Linked DNA regions of Mus musculus: region 1 is linked to region 2. A link is a contact called in public Hi-C data. All regions are on one chromosome and are shown on one strand. Each heading gives the region's core, a stretch centred on a gene start, on an enhancer-like site or on the middle of the called end of the contact. The rest is flanking DNA. Distances are from core to core; before and after follow the strand shown. Region 1 overlaps Fzd6 (frizzled class receptor 6). Region 2 holds the start of Baalc (brain and acute leukemia, cytoplasmic).

Region 1 (6,937 bases), core at 3,506-6,005, 92 kb before region 2:
TTAATTCTTCGAGGATTTCACACATGCATACAATGTATTTTGATAATATTCCCCCTTCCCTTCACTCCTCTCAGATCTACTCCCCACTTTATTTTATCCTATGTTTCCAAGTATAAACCATGACTTTGCTGCATTCACAGATGTTGGGAGACATACATGCAAGGCTGAGTAGACATCTCTTGGGCTGGGTGAACATTAGAGACTGACTGGAAACTGTGCTGTTTATGAAGCCTCAGCTCACGAGAGAGAAAAAGGGAGAAAAGGGAGGGAGGGAGGGAGGAGTAAGAGCTGACCTTAGTACCACACACCTTGATCCCAGCACTTGGGAGGCAGAGGCAGGCTGATCTCTGTGAGCTGGAGACCAGCCTGGTCTACATAGTTAGTTCAAGGTTAGCCAGAGCTACATAGAGAGACCCTGTCTCCAAAGACAGAAAGATAGAAATATATTCCTGTAAAACGAAAACTCACGATCTTTTGGCTTTGTTTAAAAATGGTAACATGGTCAATTTCTGCTTAGGACCTTTAAATAAAGCAGTGTAGCAGCATGGACGGCCACGGCTTCTTTCCCATCTTCTTCTATTTTCTCTCTTCTCAGAAGCGTTAATTGCCAGAAATTTGGTTTTTATTCTCCTCAAGCATTGAAAGGTATTTTACTATATTATTTACTAGTCACAACCTTATATAGTAGTTTCACAGGCTCTGAACTTTATATAAATGAAGTCATGCCACTAATTTCTTTCTACTGATAACACTAGTTTTTCGTCTACGATTGACAGGTGTCAGTCAGCTGCATCAATTTCACTGTGTGATAGATAGCAGGTCAATGTGTGAGTGCTGACAGCTCCTCTGTGAAGGATGCTCACGTATTTTTCTACTTTAGAACACAAGGGGCCAGCAATGGCTCAGCAGGTACAGGCGCTTGCTGCCAAACCTAACAATCTAAGTTTGCTGTCTAGGCTCCTCATGGTGGAAGGAGAGAGCCAACACCCACAAGCTATCCCCTGACCGCCACACAAGTGCTGCAACATGCACACACCACCTGTCATAATGAATTTTTAAAAAGGACTAACCAACAATCTTGCTGGTGGCTCAGAATCTACTAGGAGTTTCTATAGATTTTTCCAGATTTAGGAGTAGGGGCATTTTCAATTTACCACATATTATTCCATTGTTTTGGATGATAGTTATGCATCTAACAGAATGTGTGAACTCTACAGAGAATACTTTCTTCAGCCTAGAGATAAAATACAAAAACAAAACCAAAAAACCAGTCTTCCCCAAGTTACTGTGTGAGGTTTCACTATATAAACAAAATATTTAAAATTCTAAGTCCCTAATGTCTAGAGAATAGGAAACAAAATATTAAAGTGCAAAGTTCAATGAACTGATGAAGACCATTTATAAGTTTACTGTGCTTAAGACCCTCTCCGGTGTGTCACTATGTAGACCAGGCTGGCCTAAACCTGATTCGTACCTCAGGCTGTCCTCCAACTTGGGATCCTCCCACCTTAGCCCTTAGTGCTAAGATAACATGTATGTACCACCATACCTGGCTTTCAAAATCTATTTTCTTACTATGAACTATAACTGCAATTGGTCAAACCTACAAAATATTAATCACATTAATCACATTTATTCACTGTCATAGAAAGGGCCAGGCAGAATAACTGAGGTGAAAAAAGTGTATTCCTGAGATTCTTATATATAATAAAGACAATTTTACCCTGCCCAAATATTACAGTAATACTGGTGTGAATTACAGGCAGATGTGAGCCACCCGGTGTGGATGCTGGGAACGAAACCCCAGTCCTCTGCAAGAGTACTACATGTCACAACCATTGAGCCATCTCTCCAGCTCCAAAGTGTGTCAGCTCCAAAGTGTGTCTTCTTGAAAACAGGACAGGCACACAGAAAAAGGGTGGCTATGAAAATAAGGGAAAGAAAGAGCAAGACAAGCCAGATCCCAGGACCCTTGCACTGTGGTGAGTAGGCTGTGCTGCAGGGAAAGGCAGGTGAGCAAGAAAGGATGGGGAGAAAGGTACAGAGTTAGAAGAGGCACTGACAAACTCTCAAGAGAGTGCCCAGAGCCACGACTTTGCTGTACAGTTCTGGCATAAAATGTGTGCCTGGGCCTTGACAAGCTGGGGAACCTGCTTCCGCCAAGAACTGGGTTGCTTTTCTGCTTGTTCCAAAGCAAAGGCACTTGGCAGGGAAGAGGCACCGTCCTGGGGTCTGAGAGCCTAAGGTGTGCCATTGTTCCAGTGTCCCAAAGGCAAACAGAAGCGCCTGTGTAGCTGTCAAATCCTTCAGCAGGCCAGGACCCGGGCTCTAGTCAGAGACTCTCTTGCTTTTGTATTTGCAAAATAAGATGCTATCAGACTGTGAAGACTGTTTTTACATCTAGGAAGAAGTTAGAATATTTGTAGTAATAAAATGGAGTTTAAAAAGAAGTGTTCGTCTGCTTTACAGAAGTGAGAAATGGTTTGATTTGGGGTTTATATAATTTCTTTAAAAATGGAGATTCCACTTCCTATGGCAATGTATCAAGTAGTCCCAACACAAAACAAATTTGACTTGGTGTAAGAAAACAATGTTTGTTCTCAACAAAATCCAACTTTACAGAGTATAACTCCAAAAAGGGGGAAATGTCAGCTTAGGGACCAGTGCATGATTCTGGGAGTCATGACCCCTCCTGCTTTGACACAATCCCACCAAGAGCAAACATCTTGCCCACAGATGTTACCGTCAAGAACACCTAGAATTTACTGATTTCATTTTCCTGCCACTAAGCTGTAAGACCCCTGATGATGGGAATTCTTTTCTGTGGCATCTTTGGTGTGTATGACAGGACAGACACACAGTAAGAACGCAGTGAGTGGGTACAGATTCAAATGTCCCCCTGTTCCCTCAAGCTGCCACCCTTAGTGATCTGAGCATACTGTGGACATATCAGTAAACTCTGGCTGCTTAGCTCTCTTCCCCAGTCATGACCCCTAGCCACGTTGGCTGTCTCTAGTTATGACACAGGAATCAACTCAGGTATCCTGTCCCTGGTCTGTAAGCTCAGATTTTACAGTGTGTTTATCAGAAACCATCTGCAATGCTTCTTTATACCTCACTGGGACATCCCATTTCTACATGACAATCCTTTAATTTTTCCACCTCAGTCCTCATCCATTTAAAACAGTCGCAGACTAAATTAGTGCTGAGACAACCCCCTTCTCAGTTTTCTTTCATCCTACTCTTCTTCCTATTATTTACTTTATGAGCATGAGTATTTTGTCTCAATGTTTGTATGTGTATCCTGTGCATGCCTGGTGACATCGCAGGCTAAAAGAAAGCATCAGATTTCCTGGAATTGGTCTAATGGGTGGTTGTGAGCTGACATGTGGGCACTGGGAATTGAACCTGAGTCCACTGCAAGCCATCTCTCCAGCCCCTCATATTATCTTTGCACTGTATCCATCTGAACTTCAACCACAGATAAACCCAAATATCTACTTCCCAAATATACAGGCCCAAGTATCCCACCACTGTTGCCACATGTTTCAACAGACCAGAGTGTGCACTACACCCTCAGGATCACCCACATTACCTGAAGGGTTAGTGCCTCTACACACTCTACACACCTGTCACTTCTCAAATGTACAGACTCAGCAGGATGCAGTGCAGACGCCAGCTATTCCCAATAGGATTCCTTTAGGCCCCTTGGTGACCACATGATCCTCCTACTCTGAGCCATCCTGACCTCCATCCTCGCTACAGTGGAGGACCCTACTAGCTACCCTGCGCTCGGGATCCTGTGTTCTCCTCAGACAACTTCTAGGGACTGTCTCCTCTACCTTCTATCTGCCTGCCTTTCCCTTGATCCTGAAAGTTCTTAGTCAGTCCTTGCTCCTTTATTCCTTACTAAACCTGTCCAGTACGACCCCAACCACAGACAAACTCCACTGTCTGTCTCCTATCCTTCGCCCCACCACTTTAGTAAAAGTGAAGGCTCCCCGAGAGTGGCCCGTCGGACACTTCCTCACCACTGGGTCCCTCCCTCTGTTCTGGACACACATTCATTTCCCACTTTCCTTATTAGTTCAATTGGGACCAAATGATTGACATCTTGACAAACAAACTCAGAGGCTGTTGAGGTGAGCTCTGTATCTTCCCTCACTTCCTCCTCAGCAAAGCTAGAAAATGAGGTGGCCTGGAGTCCTGAGACAAACTGCCATGAAGAGCTTTTCAACAACCCTCATGAGACAGTAGTATGAGTGCCCTGTTCTACACAGAGGCCATTCCCACCCTCACACACCTGTGAGCTCACTGCTCTGAGCAGGAAGTCATGCTAGATGGAGCTGAGGGGCCTGACCGTTGCTTGCACCACAGCTTTTCTTACGCGTGCTGCTATAGGTACACTGCCTTGCTGTTTTGTTCTATTTTCTTTTTGAGGCGAGGTCTCACGCTACAGCCTAGACTGGCCTTGAGCTCTTGACCTGCCTAGCACAGCCTCCTGGGCACTGAGATGTAGGCATGCCCCACCTTGCTCAGTTTCTCACAGGTCGAGCTCACTCATATCACAAGGTATCTGGACAAGCTGTTCTTGTTGCCTGCAGTGTTCGTCCCCTCTCCATCACCTAAGTAACTCAGCCTTATCTTCCATTCTTTAGCTCAACAGTCAATCCTCTTGACCACTCCCCATCCCAGTGTAGGCACCAGTACGTTCTCGTATGGCTAACCAGAAGTCTACGGTGCTCACCCCCACCGTGCCTACCTATGAGGGTGGAGCAAATACCATCAGTCAAACAGAGTGAGTCGTAAGTTGACGCGCTAACAATACTAAAGTGCCATTTGTCTTTAGTATTTGTAGTTTTCATTCTCACTGGAAAGAATCACTTACCTGTTACATTCAAGTTCTTCAGGCCATCGGATGCCAAAAGTGTCCATTAGTTTTTTGCAATCAGAAACTATTTTCTCACACAATTTCCGACAGGGTAGAACTACATGAATTTGCTCTGTGCAGGTTGGTATAAAAGCTTGGCAAAGGAACATTTCAATGTTTGGTGAACATTCTAGATTTGCAAGATGCAGAAAGTGCTATTAAAAAAATAGAGAGATCCAGTTAGGAAAATGTTAATCATAAATGCTTAAAGAGAATACTTTTTCACCTACCTTCGAAATGAGTCTTAAATTCTCTTTCAATGTGTTTAAATTTTGAGGTAGTAACACTTTCTGTTAAATTTATGTATGAGCTCCTCATACAAGATGGAAATTATGATGTTATAGGATGTACCTTTTTCAAGAAGTCATGCTTTGTCATTGTTCATGCATCCCATCTGCACAGACATTCATTATTCAGTTATATTTAATATTTATAAGAGATGCCATGGGGTAGCAGACACCACTCTAGGCCCTGAGGATGCAGCAGTGAACAGAATAGTCAGAGGTCCTTCTTCCTTTAATTTAATCCTAGTGGGAAGGGTAAACGTTAAGAAACACATGGTATCTAATGACGTTGTAGATATAGGTAGGGACAGTAAAGGGTGGAACATGACAGAATCCTTTAGATGGGAGTAGAGGATGCCTGTGCAGCTATTCTGACAGGAGAGCAGAATCAGTGAGGTCAGAAGAAATGGCTGGCAGAGTGGAGGACAGCGGGTGCCACTGCATGTGACAGCCACCACCCGAAGCCCAGTGGTAAATTCCGGTATTTGCTCTATTTACATCACCAACCGCCACAACTCCAGTTTCTGAAGATTTTTCCTTTGGTTTTAGAGGACACTAACTCTTCTGGATGTCACCTCATTGCTGCTCTTCTGATCTTCTTACTTCTAAGCAAGGGAAATGCCCTAGAGCATAGATCCCGAAACACTCCCGCCAGAACACTGCTCCAGGAAAAACCACCAGCCCCATTTCTCTGTGCACTCCACATGTGAACATCTGCTTCCTGACAACTTCATTTGTCACCAACAACACCTCACACTCCGTCCGTCTGTCTACCACACTCAGCCCTGGTACTCCAAACAGTCCCACGGTTATCCATACCTCACGGTGCTCAAGCTGCTCAGGCCGCGGACCTTGGGACCCAACCTCTACCCTTTCCTTTCACATTATATCCAGTCCATCAACAAATCTTGCGATTCTCCCTTCACAAGATATATTTCGAATTTGACCATTTGCCACTGCTGCCACCCAGTCAAAGGCACCGTATCCTTCCTGGCCCACTGAAAGCCTCCTGTGGGTCTCACTGCATCCCACGCTTGCTAAACTTACATCCACCACTCCATAGTTCCACCAATGTGATTATCTGAAACCTAGGTCCAAGGACTCCACCAGACCATGTCAAAGTCTTTACCAAGCCTGCGGGCTTCAAGACCCCAGACCCCACACTGGCTCCAGTCTGTCTTCTGCCACCCGCTCTCCTTTGCTTCTCTTTCCATGCTGCTCCTGCCTTGGGCTTTGCACCCTTCACTCTGCCAGCCATGACTTCTGCTTGCCTTTCACCTGCGCAGGCGGTGAGAGGATTCTGTCATGTTCCACCCTTTACTGTCCCTACCTATATCTACCACATCATTAGATACCATGTGTTTCTTAACGTTTACCCTTCCCACTAGGATTAAATTAAAGGAAGAAGGACCTCTGATTATTCTGTTCGCTGCTGTATCCTCAGGGCCTAGTGTGGTGTCTGCTACCCCATGGCATCTCTTGTAAATGCTAAATATCACGGGATAATGAACGCCTTGCAGATGGAAAGAATGAACAATGACAATGCCAAAACAATCAGACCAGAAAGAAAGAGCACAGCCGCAGTTCCAGGGACGAATATGCAAAGGAAATAATTCTGAACACTTCACATACGTCACATGCCGGAAGGCAATGAAGGAACAATTCTAAAACTCAGATGGAAAGTCACTTTAAAAAAAGAATTCTATATCTAGCCAACTATTTA
Region 2 (6,781 bases), core at 1,959-4,458:
ATGAGACCCCTTAGAACTTGCGGTTTCTCCAGGCCATGTGCTTCTGCTCCACTTTTCTTTGTCTTCCTCCTCCTCTGCATCCTCTCCCTCTTCCATTTTCTCCTTCTCCTCTCTCCCTACCTTCCTCTCCACCTTCCCTTTTATCTGTCCAACCATCAGCTCTCATTTATTTTACAAATTAAGGTGGGAAGCAGGTTTACAGGAAATCACCTGAGTGCTGACTCAGTCCTTGTTTGCAGCCCCTCACAGAACGGAATTAACATCAAATACAATTATCCACAACGGGCTATAAAGCACAGAGGACTCAGAACATAAAATCCTGTTGTTCACCATCACTGGTGTGTTCATTGTGTCCCATCGCCCTTCAGAAAGGAATGTGAGCTTTGGAGGGGGCCTCTGTACTAACAGTTACTATCCCCACTAATGTCTTCCCAGGTTCCTCAGAGCACCAGTCAAGTCTGCAACAATGTTATTTATCATATCATCTGACTCTCACTCTCACCCCAGATGGGCACTGGCCGGGTCCTTGGCACTCCAGCAGTCCCTGGCATCTGAGCCAGATGGAACTCAGAGGATTTTAAGGGTGCTCTTAAGAATTAAGGAAGAGAGTCTCAAGGCCCAGTAAGGATTGCCTTTAACCCACAATTTTTTTCTGGTAAATCTGAATTGGAAAACTGCAAGAGGTGTGTGGCTGAGGCTGTATGCTTTCCCAAAGGTGCCTCCTGGAGAAGAGCCATCATCCAGGAGCTGGTGCACAGGGGAGATGGTTCATAGCTTAATAAACCCAACGCACGCTGAAAATGTAGGTTGCAGTGCCACAGTTCACCGTGGGCTATCAGCTGGTTCCTTGGTGATCTCCAGGATGACCGAAAGCCATTATTCTGTCCACTGTCAATGTAAGAGAAGGTGGCACTGCAGGTGCGAGGAAGAGGTCCCAACTTGAAATTAGAATTGTGATATCCAAAGTGTACGTGTTGTTTTCTCACCATCGTAAAATTGCAGCTTTGAACTTTGACCCTCCAACTGAAAGACCCACACGTGAGGACTCCCCCATGTTCTGACTCAGGTGAGGCAACACCCCAAATCACTCACGCTATCTCGTGACTCGGGTGGGGGTATCCCCACGGAGGTCTTTCACTACCTTCATCTTCTCAGTACTCCCATTGCCCACTGGGGATTAACTCCAAGGGTTTGTGCTGTTAGGAAAACACTTTACCCACTGAGCTATGGCCCCATGCCCTGCGTTGTGATGCTCTGATCCACCAGGTTCATCTCCATCACGTATATGGTACTATCTGTGCCATACAGTGCATGCCTTACTTCCCTTGCCTATAAAATGGTCATGATGCTGTTGGGAGGATTCCAAAGCCTAGAGGGCCTAAGAGCTAGCACCCTTTTAAGTGCAAAACACAACTTTGAAATGATGGGTGAGGAGGGCAGAATGTGGCACAAGGAAAACAAGCATGTAGATCAAGCTGTTTCCAGGTAACTGCCATCTCTCCACTATAACACATTCTGTGTCTCAAATATGGAGAGAAGGATTAGGAGACAGACATCTGGACCTTCTCTAGAACACTCAACCTCGTGAACATGGTTCTGTGGACCCCAAACTGCCTTGCACTCTGTCAATGATGACTGGGTCTCCTGAAAGTCAGCTGATGCACAAAGTAGACAATACAAGACCCTTCCATCTCCCTTCCCCAGCTAGCCTTTGGGCTCCATTAGCATTCCACTTAATGAGGTCATTGTGTTGTGGGCCCAGCTATCATGTTTGTCCCTCCTTCCCATTGTTCTTTGTATCGCAGTCTATAAGAGGAGGCCCATCTGTCTGTTCCTTTGGATATTATTTTATTTCCACTATATGTTTAAGAAACCTGAGATTCTGAAAGATTGACTCTACAAGTCTCCTCGGGTAATGAACTTTGGAGACAAATTTGAAACTGGTTTGCTGATCAAAGCCACTGAAAGCAACTTAATGATGTGAAAAGGAATTCCATCGCAAAATTCTTGCAAACGATAAGCTTTGTTACACAGTGAAATGGAATAAAATTGGTCACCTCGGGGTTTAGCTAGTTTTCATTCTTCCCCATGGCATTGTATGCTATTTAAGGTCCATGTACATGTTTACAATGTCTTTGCTGTAACGGAAAAACTTGATCCTTGTCTTCATCTACACAAAACAATGCTTTTGTGATCTATCAACTCAGAAAAAGAAAGTGCTTTGGGAAATAAACTACCATGTAAGGGACTGATCAGAAGAAAAAACAAAAAGAATACCATCACTAGGTAGGAAACTGTGCCCTCGGGATGCAGGAGGCCAGAGCTGGGACAGGTGGGATCAGTGGGTTCTGAACCTTCAAGTAAATGGTGGACTTCAGGGAAGATGAGGAAATTGGAGGAGGAAGGAGAGGAGGAGAGGAAGAGGAAGAAGAAGGAGAGGAGGAGAAGAGGAGGAGGAGGAAGAGACTGCAGAGTCTCCAATTGCTCAGAGCTTTCATTCTGGGCTGCAGCCCTCACTCCCCCAGCCCTACCCCATGGAGGAGCCAGGCACAGCAGGAGAACCTCTGGGAAGTAAGGGATCAAAGGATGCCAGCCTGGTCCAGGACCGCATCCAGCCTTCTTTCAAACAGCAAGCTTTCTGGTGATGCTGGTATGATATTTTACAAGAGTCACCCTTGAAGACCCTTGCACTGACCAGCTGATTAGAGGGTATGAGGTACAATGCCAATTTTGTTTCCTTCCGCTGGCTTTGCTGCCTAACACAAGGAGACTTTTGGACAAAGCTGTGTACCTGAACCAACACACATTTCCTCCAGAGGGCAACTCTCTAGGACTCGTTTCTATAAGTTAAATAAAACTCAACAGCCCACAAGGAAAGGATTAAAATGGCATTTGCAGTAAGTTTTTACATTGAGTGGTGGAAAACCTCGATTCCCGAGGTCCCGAGGTCTTCCTTCCCTGGACACAGTGCTGGTGGTCCCGATTTGTAAGTTCCACCCCTGTTCTCCATCCCCAGTTGATGTTGTAGTTTTGACCCTACCTCTGTGGCCCAGAGGCCATTCTGTTTCTGGGTCAGAGGGCCTGAGCTGAGGTTCTGTGAGTTGGGACATTGGGTCCCACAGTTCATCTTCTTCTCTGGGTTGGCTATTCCACCCGGGGCTGCAGGTCGGAGCACCCCGTTAGAGGACAGTCCGTCTTCCAGCACACCTGGGGAGGCAAGGAGAGAATGGCACCAGAGGCTTGCAAATGGCAGCTGTTACAAGCAATCCCAAGGTGGCAAAGAAAGGGCAGCTAATAGCAAAAGGTGGCCTCAAGTTCCACCTGGTAAAGCTATCTTTTCCTGTAAGAATACGTGTGTTTTTACGTTAAAAATAAGATTTAAAAATAGCTTTGTAGCTTGAAGTTTTCACTTAACACATTGATGGCAACTTTTCCACATTATTAAACACTCGGCCATGTTATTTTTTACACGTCTGCTGGTCGTACGAACAAGCAATCATTTAACCAATGCCCTCTAACTGGATATTTGTTTCCACGTTCTAATGCTAGATGTTACTGGAATAACATTCCTTTTGATTAATAATTTTATTCCTAGTGGTTCTCTGGGATAAATTCCTAGAAGTAAGGTCACTCTCTTGACGGTTACACAAAGATAATTTTTCCTAGTCTCCACCTATTGGACTGAGCAAGTGTGTCTCCCACAACAAATGCCAAGAAACACAGAACTTCAAATAAATGACCTCACTAAAAAGCAAAAGGAGGACAAGATGGGAATTCAGGACACACAACAAGTACCTGATTTGTAGGAGAAAAAGGCCCAGGGATCAAAGAAGGGATCTGCCAAATGAGCGGAGAGAAGCCAGCCAGATGCCACAGGAGTTACGGGCATGAGGGAACAGCCAGAGAGGCCATCCCTTTTCCTCCACCAGCCTAGTCTAGATGGCCGTCCACCATCTGGGACTTGGCTCACAACAGGAAGCTGTACCCAGGGGCCTTGAATTTCACTTGTATGACTCAAATTCAAAAATAAAATGACTAAGAGTGTCAAGACAGTGTTCACTGAGCTTTGAATTTGAGCCAGGCCCTTTCTGAGCCCAGGAGGTCCTGGGCTCATGACTGCAGCTGATTTGCTGAAAGTGACCAGCCAGTCTTTTGTATAGGCTACACTTCTGGGTAACAGAGGGAAATGTAGTTTACTTTGTCCTTTTTCTGTATTTTCACATTTTGGTAAGAAATACAAGCTAGATTCACACAACAGAAACACGGGGTTTGTGGCTGACCTTTTGGGGTACCCTCTTAAGCAATCTAGAAAGGTTACATATGGCAACGATCCCTGGCTGGCCTCATTTTTTTAGCTTGCTATCAGAACATCTCAGCTTATAGGCCAGGCTCGGTAGGCTAGTCGGTAAGCACTTAGCTGATTGTGTGAGTCATAAGTTAAGAATGTAACCAACATGGCTAAAGAGAGGATTGTGAGGAAGAGACAGCTGGTGCTAGGCCATAAATAATGCTTACCCTGTCTGTGTCAGACATCGTTAGAGCCTTTGTGCATGTTGCCCCTTTAACCCTCACAGGAGCCCTGTGAACTAGGAACCATGATCCATGCTCAGTGACTAAAGTAGCCCCTGCATTGATGCTGGGTGCCATCTGCTTATCTGTTGCTTACCACTCTCTTCCTACTCCAGCCTGGGGTGGGGGACTTGCCCTTACTGTAAAGGAGGAGACATTGAAGTCTAATTCTAGACCTGTGCTTTTCTGAGGCTTGGGGTACAAGCAAGTGCTTCCTCCTAGTAAAACTCCCAAGCAGGCTGCTCTCAACCTTAGTGCTTAGGAAACCCATTAATGGTGTCTTAAAATGCAAATCCTGACATCCATTGGCCCAGATTTCTGATTCAGTAGAGACTCAGGAACATGGATTTCTGAAAGTCCCCCTAGATTCTGAGGCAGAGGACTTTAGAGACTGCACAGGATCCTTATATTATGATCATAGATGTAGCTGCTACATACAGATCTCCATCTAACAGATTAATGCTCTTGCTTATTCTGAGGGTTATGGGCAAAATGCTTATCTTTATTTGTCTCACAGTGGATTCTGGAAAAGCATCATAAACTGAGATAAATTTGCCAGCTCCTTAAAATTTGCCTGCCCCTAGAGAGGCAACATCCTAATGTGAACATCTTCCACAAAATTTCCATCCCGGAGACAAACCAAATGACTGACTTTGTCAAAAGCTGGGAAACAGACATGCCGCTGCTTGATAAACTGCGACCAGTGGCTTCTTGCCAAAGCTTCTGGCTATTTTAGAAATGAAGCCGAGTAGGAGGGCAGACTGCAGAAGTTTAAAATGGTAGCTGGCAGCCACATGCAGAACAAGTTTGCTCCTCAACCTCAGCACCTTGCTATCCCTGGTGAAGGTGATCAGAAAGTCTGTCCAAAGTCATAAAGAAATGGCTGCAAGTATTTTCCCTCAATGAACGAAAATCGAAGTGTAAGAGGTTGGTAACATGTTTGAGAAGAATCTCTGATGTTACATCAGAGGGAACCCTGGCTCATGAAGCCCTGTCTAGGCTCAGATCCAGAACACATGCCCAGTGGTAATTTTGTCTGAATTAAGATATAAATTAAATTATTAGTACTCAACCACTTACTGAGAGTTTGTCTTCTAATTTTCAAAATGAACCAGAATAGGATGTCTGACTGACATTTCTTTAGTCTAATGAATAACTGCAGATTGCACTAATGTGTAATAACATATGTGGTCATTTGCACCACTACATTAAATATACTAACAACATATTGAGTAACTCTTGCATTCATGGACAAGGATACCAAAATACTCCAAAAGGAAAAAATAATTTCTCAACAAATGTACTAGAGAGCTACATGCAAAAGAATGGAATGAATCTTCTATCTCACAACCTACACAAAAGATAAATCACAAAGAACCAAAGATCTAAGTGTAAAAGCTAAAACTGTTAAACTTTTCTTTAAAATATAAATGGCAAATATTTATGATATTAAGTCAGGCAATGATTCCTTAGAAATGACCCAAAAGCACAATCAAAAACAGGAAAATCCATAGTTGGATATCATCAAATATAGAGATCATGAAGAAAAGATAATCCATAGGATAAAAGAGGACTTTTGAAAATTATTTCTCTGCTAAAAAAAACTCTTGCAACTGAATAATGAAAAAAATAAATGGCTCAATTAAAGTATGAGGAAAGGATCTAAATAGACATATACACAAAGAAGATATGCACATGGCCAAGAATATCAGAAATACAAGAGGTTACCAAGATGAGTGTGAAAAATCACACTTTTTTTAAAAAAGGAAAAATTGTTGAAAATGTAGAGACTTGGGAATCCCCTGCAACGTTGCTGTGCCTGGGAACGCTCACTCTCTTTCCCTCAGTCAGGCTCACAAAAAGGTAGACACAGACCACGGGCCAGCAAGGCCACTTCCACCTACACACCAAGACAAATGAGAGCACACAAACGTGCACACGAGTGTTTGTAAGGGTTAGTCTTGACTGCCAATTTAATGGGATTTAGAATTCCTGTGGGAACAAATCTCTGGGCTTGCCCTGTGAGGTGTTATCTAGATTAGCTCAGATAAAGAAGGAACCTCCACCATAATGTAGGTTGAACCACTCCATGGACTAGGATCTTGAGCTGATTAAAAAGGAGACCTTGAGCCAATCACACACATTTATGACTCTGTCTCCTGAATGCAGACAGTAAGTAGTATGTCTGATTGTTCTCTGTTCTTACTTCTGT

What was found. Hi-C and Micro-C count contacts between places; a contact is called where the count stands out from the background.
Region 1: a contact with region 2 is called in a Hi-C map of uterus, with 3 times the contacts expected there. The contact joins the enhancer-like site here to the promoter of Baalc in region 2. A contact is called at or near these places in 2 of 39 promoter capture datasets (epiblast stem cells and macrophages), 3 of 484 Hi-C or Micro-C datasets (nephron progenitors, trophoblast stem cells and uterus), 3 of 115 datasets of contacts at active chromatin or transcription factors (embryonic stem cells, extraembryonic endoderm stem cells and neural progenitor cells) and 3 of 9 other capture datasets (adipose tissue, liver and pancreatic islet).

What each region holds. Positions count from the first base shown.
Region 1 is chr15:39,023,814-39,030,750 of GRCm38.p6, reverse strand. It overlaps Fzd6 (frizzled class receptor 6), which reads right to left. Exons shown (of 7, transcript NM_001162494.1): 3 at 4,889-5,085. Among named protein-coding and RNA genes, the nearest start is that of Gm7194, 15 kb to the left of the region's middle. Within about 2 kb of position 4,755, at least 6 of the 459 cell types and tissues checked have an H3K27ac peak or open chromatin away from gene starts, as enhancers often do. A contact at or near this core is called in uterus, where this site is marked.
Region 2 is chr15:38,930,336-38,937,116 of GRCm38.p6, reverse strand. It overlaps Baalc (brain and acute leukemia, cytoplasmic), which reads right to left and starts at 3,208. Exons shown (of 2, transcript NM_080640.6): 1 at 3,041-3,208. The coding sequence starts at 3,208.